3 separate regions of the Mus musculus genome follow, and regions 1 and 2 are each linked to region 3. The links are chromatin contacts, called in public HiChIP or PLAC-seq and promoter capture Hi-C maps. All regions are on one chromosome and are shown on one strand. Each heading gives the region's core, a stretch centred on a gene start, on an enhancer-like site or on the middle of the called end of the contact. The rest is flanking DNA. Distances are from core to core; before and after follow the strand shown.

Region 1 (2,700 bases), core at 180-2,679, 200 kb after region 3:
GACAGTTTTTAATGCTTGCTACGCTGCTATGCAACTCCTTACTCGTTATTATCCCTGTCAGCTACTCTGAGTGCCCGGCAGACAAATGCTAGCCCAAGTCTTGATCATTCATTTCTCATTGGAATTATCTCAAGCCTAACTCTCGAGAACTGCTTCTCCATGCTGTCCTGAGGAGATCAGAGTAAGTAGAGAGGAACCCTTATGGGAGAGACAATTCGGCACCTTGCTTTTGAAGGGCTCTCATCTTGGTTTTGCCTCTACTTGTGCAAACACAACTTCAGAAGACTCCCTTTCTATTATGGCAAGGCTCCTGTGTGGCTAGAAGCAGTGTGTTTGGTTGCCAGAAGCAGTTTTTGCGGAATGTCTCAACTTTCTCTTTATATTCTTAGCAACTCTCCCCCCCTCCCCAACTGACTTTAATGCCAATCCCAGACATCAGTTAACAGAACCCGGCCATGAACAGCTGTACCGAAGCAAGCAGCAATTCGTTATTTGGTTCACTTTGGGGGTATTTGTCCTATGGGTTTTCTAGCCAAAGGCTTATATGTTTCCCAAGAGAAATTTACTTTCATGAGAGAAGAAAATAGAAGCAAATCACTGCTGTTAGACCCCCAAGTCAAAGACACTGGTTTGTTATCCTGTACATGGGAAGTTTAAAAAGCCCACAGTTATAAAAGCAATCATGGTCCCAATCCGTCTCTCATTCTTTCCCAATGTGAAAAATTACAAATGGAACCAAATTTTTCTCTGTCAATAGAATGTGTATGATTACAGCTGTTCATATTTCCACTCTAATGAAGGGCTGCACATTTAATTGTAAGATTTATTAGGGGCTGTACATTGCTGTGTACATGCAAAAACAGTTAATTGACATCTAAAATGCTGGTTGTTTATTCTGACATTAATGATCATATTTCTTCATTTGAAATGAAGAGCATTTTGGGGGGATGTATTTTGTTTCCTCCAAATAAGAAATTAATAAAGTCAATGTAAGAAATAAAAGGAGCCAGAAGGAAAGGAATATTGATTTATGCATGTGAAGACAGGGGAGATACAAGGATGCTTTATTTATTTATTTATCTTTAAAGTCCATAATCCCCCATTCTGCTGGAAACAAGAGGGTTGATTGCCAGCTTTGTTTGAATTCACAGAGATCTCATACAAGGCCGGGTTCATAAACAGGTGAAATGATGGAGTTTATTGCAACGCACATCAACACTGAAACTAAATAACTGTGTTGCCATCTCAGTCCCGCTGAAAGACGGATGGTAAACTTGACCTGCCGCTGGTACTATCCGATTGCCATTTTTTATTCCCCCTTCGCTGCCCCCCCCCCCAGGCTGAGCCACGTTGAGTAAATGCATGTGCACGGTCAGGTCAGACCCCTGGATCGGGTGAAACTCCGTTCACATTTGCATACAGGCGGAGTCTCACAATGAAAGCCCATCTGTTCCCGTCTCGGAGTACAAATCGATTGTCACCCAACTCGCTGCAAACGACAGCAGCGTGGCCATTAGGTGGAGGAACACTCGGCTCAGGTTACGGATATGGAACTGCTGACTTGGGTTTAAATACCTGATAACTGAAGACTCTTCATTATACGTGAACAAAGAGTGAACTTTGAACTGTTCAGGGGATAACTTCTCCTAAGATTGGGCTCCCCCCCCCGTTTTATCCATTCCTAATACTTGACTGTTATATTTCCCACTGTCTCTGTTTTTGTATAAAAATTAGCCAGGCCGACTGTCATGATGTCCTAAATAATCGCCCCCCTCCCCTTTAAAGCGAGGCGTAGGAGGTGGAGCAGCCTCAGAGTATGTTGTAAATAGAGGGTGAACTCTGAACTCTAGATGCCCTCAGAGGTCGTTAATATCATGGTGATGTTGTTCCTTGAACTTCTGAATTTTACCAGGGTGGAATTTTTAGTTGTAAGAGTTTAACCAAAGTGTGAACTGCCTCAGCCCTTCAGCCTCCCTGCCAACCCATTCAGTTACTGGAGGCACCTGTCTCTGAGTTCTCCTCCGCTCACGGGCCTCATGTTTATTCCAGAGAAGTTTACCAATCACAATCTGAATCAGAGAGGATGTTTTTCCCCCCACCTCTCCCTTGTCTTCTTTCTCCTTTCTCTTTAAAATTCAGCAAGTACCTTAGAGTTTACAGACAGAAAACACAGAGTCTGACAAAAAGACAGAGCTGTTCGAGAAGAAACCCCAGGATAATAAGCCCATCCAGGCAGCAGACGTGATAAACACAAGAAAATTCATGAGCAGAACTATGGGTGGGTTTTCATCACATGCCTGCTTGTCCTGCTTTCTAGCAGGAGTTTCTTTCTTTCAAAGGGAGACACAAGCAAGTGGGGTTTGATCGTGGGTGTTTATATCTGAAAGAGCTCTGCATTGTGCTTCATGAATCACGTGTAACATTAAAGCAGTATTTGGATCATTATCCCACTTTGGCCAGGTCCTTGTGGGTGGTGTTGCCTGTCCACACATACAAGCCCCAGTATGGAGTGGAAAAACATCTTTTGTAACTAGTTACGCTACTTGGTCTTCAACCAGGAATAACGTCATTGCACGGGGGGCGATTTAATAAGTGGTGGAGTGGAAATGGTTGAGCAAGAACTTTCCTGGTTCACTTTAAAGCAGCTATGCACTTTGTCTTATACACACTTCTCTCATAAGATACTTCCTACACTGTTTT
Region 2 (2,753 bases), core at 110-2,609, 130 kb after region 3:
GTGGAGTTCGCTGGAGGTGCCCAGGCCACCTTGTTCTCTCACCTTCCAACCTCTCCCTGCTCCCAGTGAAAATGAAGATAGGATCTTAGAGCTTACTCTGTACACACAGAAGTCCACCTGCCTCTGATTCTCTAGTGCTGAGATTAAAGTCGTGCGCCACCACTGCCTGGCTGAAGATAGGATCTAAAGGACACACGTAAGCTCAGTAGGGGGTGATTTAACTTCAAACAAAAAGTTTCCCCTTCTATTCTGTAAATCAGACAAACTCATGAATCTCTCTCTCTCTCTCTCTCTCGTGTGTGTGTGTGTGTGTGTGTGAGAGAGAGAGAGAGAGAGAGAGAGAATGAAATTTAGCAAACACCATGTTTTAGACATGGGATCTTTAAAAGGAAAGAAATCCTGGTTTTGCAACAGGGGAAAGAAATCACATTGAACTGATTCATCGATACCCACTCAAATAATGCCACTGGAGCTAAAGACTTTGATTTACACGTACTGTGTTGATTATTTGAGCAATTTAATATAAAATTTCATCTGTACTAATGGGCCTAGGGGAAGCACAAATAAAACCAAAGAAAGATAGTCATTCTGCAGTAAACTGGAAGTCTGATTAATATACAGAAAACACAGGTTTCAGCGGCGAGTGAGCAGTTGAGTAATAAGACAACTCCTACATTTTGGGCACTTCCACAAATGAATTGCCATCTCTAGACACTCCTAACCTGGATGGCTATAAGGAAGGGGTTAATCTTGCTTATATTACGTTTATAAGAGTTTTGATCTGAGCAGATACTGCCTCTGTTGGCTTCAAGGGTTTCTTTCTGTAGAAGAAAAAAGTTGAGAGGCAGGAAAGTATGAAAGGTAAATGAAAGTTAAGAAGCAAGGAATTAACTATATGAAAGTTATTCTTTCTCCCCACCGGCCAAGAAGTCAAGCCAGCGTCACTCTAGTTAAAACAGGGTTTGGTAATGCTTAGCCTAACCGCCCCACAGCGGCCAGCATTAATATGGCCGTGCTCTCATGGTAGTTAGCAGTCAAAGAGGCAGCAGGATGCGGGTGGCTTTCCTGGATCCACACAGTCAGCTCCAAGGAAGCCTTTCTCCAGCTTGAGTCACAAACCATCAAAACTGCCCCATCCCCACATTCCAGAAACAAAGTCTTTCCTTCCTCATCACCCCCTAAACAAAGGGGACAACAGCGCGTGTTGGGTGGGAACATCTTGAAATAAGCTATCACTGCCCAAATGGAAGGAAGTCACAAGGGGAGGCTGACGCCATAAAGGCAGGTCTATCCTATTGAAACCAGCAGATGGGGTCATAAACACTTCCTTCTCCTGCTAACAGCCACCAGTCAGCTTCATCTTTAGCTGCAGCTTCCTGTCAGGTCATAAATACCTCTCACTCAAGCCCCTGCTCACAGCTGGGCCTGGCCAGGCAAGTAGACTTCCTGTTAAAGCCAACAGAAGTGGATGGGAAGAAAGGAAGCTGGTGCGGATGGCAGTTGTATGTATTAAAGGAAGCTTGGGAACCCAAACGCTTAGCAACGGCCAGGAAGATGCACTTAGAGGAAGATGTGACCCCAGAGAACATGGGTCAGGGGGTTTGTTTAAGATTACACGTGCGCACACAGTAAAAGAGCTGAAGAGCATTGTGGGCTTGAAGAGCAGTGATTCTCAACCTGTGGGTCGTGACCCCCTTGGGAGGGGTGTCACATATTGGATATCCTGCATATCAGATGTTTACGGTGTGATTCATAACAGTAGAAAAATTACAGTTATGAAGTAGCAATGGAAATAGTTTTACAGTTGAGGGGGGGGTCACCACAACACGAGGCACTGTATTAAAGGGTCGCAGCCGCAGGAAGGCTGAGAACCGCTGGCTGCCGTAGAGCTTCCCTAGAGGCTACGAGGAGTCCCCTCATTTGTCTTTGATTCTGGATCCCTGAGCACATATAGGAAGAATGTAAGCACAGTTTTGGAATAAAGCCCTTTGTTTATGCCAGAGCTGGAGAAAGAGTGTAGCCTTCACTTTCTGAATTTGGGCACAGATGGAGGTGTGACCCTTTGACTCGGTCCTTCTTGGAGACAGTTTCATTCTTGTGGAAGCACCTGCCCGAGGGATGATTGGCAGCTCTGAGAGTCTCACAGGATACAACGAGAGAAGACAGTTCCCCAGTTGGCTACAGTAACTGTCCTTCTTGAATTTCAGAGATATTTACCATTTCCCAAAAGTAATTTAAGTGTTCATAAAGCTTATCCTACACTCTGATTTTTAAATTTTGATCCTATTTTCACATTTGTCTATTATTTATTTACTTATGGGGTAGCTGTTCTCCCCTCCCACGTGAGTTTCCAGGATCAAAAAATCAGGTTTCTGGGCAGGTGCTTTGCCCACTGGGCCACTTTGCTGGCCCTTGTTTCATCAGTTTTGAGACAGGCTCTTGTTATGTGGTCCATAGATCAGGCTAGCCCAGAACTTACTATGCAGCTTAGACTGACACATGAGGACCCTCCTGTTTCCATTTCCAAAGCAAGCGTTAGAACTACAAGCATACAGTGTCATGTCCAGCTTCTTTATTTTAATTTTCTTCAGCCCTTGTACTTGCTAGGCAGGCATTCTACCACTGAGCTAAAGACCCAGCTTTAAATTATTTTCTAAAAGCAGCACACACTTTTTATTCTTTTTTTTTTCCAAGGTTTCTCTATGTAGCCCTGGCTGTCCTGGAACCCACTCTGTAGACCAGGCTGGCCTCGA
Region 3 (2,888 bases), core at 183-2,682:
CTCGTAGGGTTTCAGGTAGACACATGGTACACAACCTATTTATAGGCAAAACAGCTACAAAAAATAAAAATATTTATTTTTGATGTGTGTATGCCTCGGATCCATTGAAGTGGGAGTTGCAGGAATGTGTGAACTGTGTGAATTTGGGGGTCCTGAACTCATCTTCTGAAGCCATTTTGCCAACTCCTGTCTTGCTGTTTTTGAGGCAGGGTCTTAGGTAGCCCAAGCTAGCCTGAAACTCACTATATAGTTGGCGTTGGCCTTCAGTTCCTGCCTCTACTTCCAAGTGCTGGGGTTACAGAGGTAAAATTAACTTTTTTTTTAAAGACTTATTTATTTTTATTATATGTAAGTACACTGTAGCTGTCTTCAAACACTCCAGAAGAGGGAGTCAGATCTCATTACAGATGGTTGTGAGCCACCATGTGGTTGCTGGGATTTGAACTTCAGACCTTTGGAAGAGCAGTCGGGTGCTCTTACCAACTGAGCCATCTCACCAGCCCTAAAATTAACTTTTTAACAGATCAAGGAGGCTTTTCGTTTGTGTTTTCCAACAGCCTTACTCCGTATCCTAGAGCTCACTATATGTCTTTAATGGCCAAGTGTTAGGATTCTGGGCGTGAGCCACTTCCATTGGCTTAAGAGGACTTTAAGATATTTTTTTTTGTCTTTTTAAAAAAGATGTATTTATTTATTACATGTAAGTACACTGTAGCTGTCCTCAGACACTCCAGAACAGGGCATCAGATCTCATTACAGATGGTTGTGAGCCACCACGTGGTTGCTGGGATTTGAACTCAGGACCTTCCGAAGAGCAGTCGGGTGCTCTTACCCCCTGAGCCGTCTCTCCAGCCCGGACTTTAGATATTTCTATAGTAAGCATTTTCACCGGCTTTTTCTTGCTTACTAACTGTATGATCCTTCTTTGGGCTTGACAACTGTTGTCAACTTTCTCGTCTGCTGTTGGGATAATCTGTGGGTTTTCCAAATCAAACTGGCAGTGCCCTTGACAGTTTAGATGGGGAACTGCAACCTCTGAGGTTCAAACCCAGACTTTCGAGATCTTAGATCTTAGTAAGGCTTCAGGAACGCGAGAAACCTCCCACACTTACTGCTCTTTAACACCCTGAAGACGTTTAGGCTCCTAAGATGCTTTCGTCGGCCTTCAAACACGTTCCCTGAGCGCTGATTGGCCCGCCTAATGGCGGTGGGCGGGACACGGCACCGGAGTGGACTTTGCGGGGTCTCGGTCTTTGCGCTCCGCCTCCCGCGCCCCCTAGCGATTTCCGGAAAGATGCGGATTTCAGCTTAGGCCTGGGCGGGATGGAGAGCCTCCTCTGACCAGCGATCGCCACTGAGAGCCCTGGTCTTCAGGGGTGGGGCGTCCGGGACACTCAGGATTGGCCCGTCGGGAGCCGCCTCCCGTCGTGCACCGGGGCACCGGCGACTCACCCGGAAGGAGAAGCCGGTATCGGACTATATGGTGCGGTGCTGGTGGTGTCGCTGTGGAGAGCTGCTGCTGCTGCTCTCAGGTGAGGGGGCGTGGGCGTGGCCGCGGCTCGTAGGTGCTGCTTGGGAATGGGATGCTGGCTTGAGCCGTGGTGGTGGCATTTGAGTGATGGCCTCGGTTGACACACTAGGGAGGGGGCTGCCTTACTGCCTGGTATGAAAGTGAGGGCTTGCTGGGACCCAAGAAGAAAGGAAGCCTGGCTTTTCAATATACCTTGAAAATCGTCTTTCCGTCCCGATTTAGCCGGGAAAAGAGAAGGACCGTTGGGCTGGTTTCCATCTGAGTTTGCTAAAGAATGGAAAGGAGTGGCCGGAGTCAGAATTAGGGATGTCTACCCAAGTGGCCGGCAGTGGAAGGGAATGGCAGATATTTTTCGCAGATACTGGAAACTATGCTCTTCCTTTGTTACTTGCAGGTGAAAGGAGTGGGTTACCGACTGAAAAATGAGAACAGCTGCTTGATGGACGGGACAGGTTTTCTGTCAGGCGGAAGAGCTTCCTCGAACACCTGTGGGTATTTAGGAAGGCGAGGTTTTAGAATTGCTGTCTGTTGACACCAAAGGCTCAAGAACGAGTAAGGAGGGGCGGGAGACTCCTTGGTGCAATCTTTTTTACAGCCTGATGTGTTTTTTACGTGTCCCTTGAAGTAGTTTTAAGAGGCGGAGAAAATGAGAAAGCTTTGAATTGCTCCCCTGAATTAGCAGCTGTGAGCTTTACAATGCGTCAAACTTTGTACACACCAAACCCCTTGGCTCTTTCCCGGGACTATGGGTGCTGGTACTGCCGAGGGAAGCAGTGAGCGCTTCAGATGGGATGGAAAAGGCCCCGGGAATGTAGTTAGCATGGAGTAAGTTTCCTCACCTTTCGAGGTTACTTGACTCTGCCCTTCCTTAATGGATGCACAGATCCACCTCTTTGGACGGGTCATGGAGGTGAAGTTAAGAACTTGCTGTTTCTCCAGGAATAACGACTGAGAGTGGTGTCGTTGGGAAGGACAGTGATGAAGAGCAGTGGTTGTTGGAAACGGAGTCTGCTTTTTGCAGTCTCAGTGTCTTAGGGGAAATTGACCACCAGAACCTTCTTAGTGCCTTTTACGCTTAGCCTTGAGCCTACAGAGACCCAGGAGACTTGGAATGTCTTAAAAGACAGTTTATTTGTTTCTCTATGACATTAGCTCCAAAACAAAGGAGAAAAACTTCCACATGGGGGTGCTGCAGGCCCCTAGCAAACTCTTTATACCAAACGTCTGATGAACAGTTACTGAACTAGAGTCTTGAGTTTCACAGACTTTTCCAGGCAGAGTGGTGTGATCTCCCCTAAGTGGATAGATGCCTTTCTTTCTTGTCATCTTTTCTGTTGTACTACAAACACAAACCAAA

What was found. Promoter capture Hi-C pulls out the DNA fragments that hold promoters and counts their contacts. HiChIP or PLAC-seq counts read pairs in DNA pulled down with a chosen protein or histone mark.
Region 1: a contact with region 3 is called in a CTCF HiChIP or PLAC-seq map of the NIH/3T3 cell line, with 16 read pairs. The contact joins the enhancer-like site here to the promoter of Snx11 in region 3. A contact is called at or near these places in 4 of 39 promoter capture datasets (the C10 cell line, the SN4741 cell line, embryonic stem cells and 1 more), 1 of 15 datasets of contacts at CTCF or cohesin (the NIH/3T3 cell line), 3 of 484 Hi-C or Micro-C datasets (embryonic fibroblasts, germline stem cells and muscle stem cells), 3 of 115 datasets of contacts at active chromatin or transcription factors (the SCID.adh cell line and embryonic stem cells) and 2 of 9 other capture datasets (adipose tissue and pancreatic islet).
Region 2: a promoter capture Hi-C map of pre-B cells shows a contact between it and region 3, with 2.0 times the contacts expected there. The contact joins the enhancer-like site here to the promoter of Snx11 in region 3. A contact is called at or near these places in 2 of 39 promoter capture datasets (the C10 cell line and pre-B cells), 1 of 15 datasets of contacts at CTCF or cohesin (the NIH/3T3 cell line) and 1 of 9 other capture datasets (pancreatic islet).

Annotation. Positions count from the first base shown.
Region 1 is chr11:96,577,835-96,580,534 of GRCm38.p6, reverse strand. All of the region lies in intron 4 of Skap1 (src family associated phosphoprotein 1), which reads right to left. Among named protein-coding and RNA genes, the nearest start is that of Gm38960, 39 kb to the right of the region's middle. Within about 2 kb of position 1,429, at least 19 of the 459 cell types and tissues checked have an H3K27ac peak or open chromatin away from gene starts, as enhancers often do. A contact at or near this core is called in pancreatic islet, where this site is marked.
Region 2 is chr11:96,641,252-96,644,004 of GRCm38.p6, reverse strand. The region is part of intron 4 of Skap1 (src family associated phosphoprotein 1); the gene reads right to left. Among named protein-coding and RNA genes, the nearest start is that of Gm38960, 100 kb to the right of the region's middle. Within about 2 kb of position 1,359, at least 46 of the 459 cell types and tissues checked have an H3K27ac peak or open chromatin away from gene starts, as enhancers often do. A contact at or near this core is called in pre-B cells, where this site is marked.
Region 3 is chr11:96,776,099-96,778,986 of GRCm38.p6, reverse strand. It overlaps Snx11 (sorting nexin 11), which reads left to right and starts at 1,432. Exons shown (of 8, transcript NM_001163389.1): 1 at 1,432-1,532; 2 at 1,926-2,019.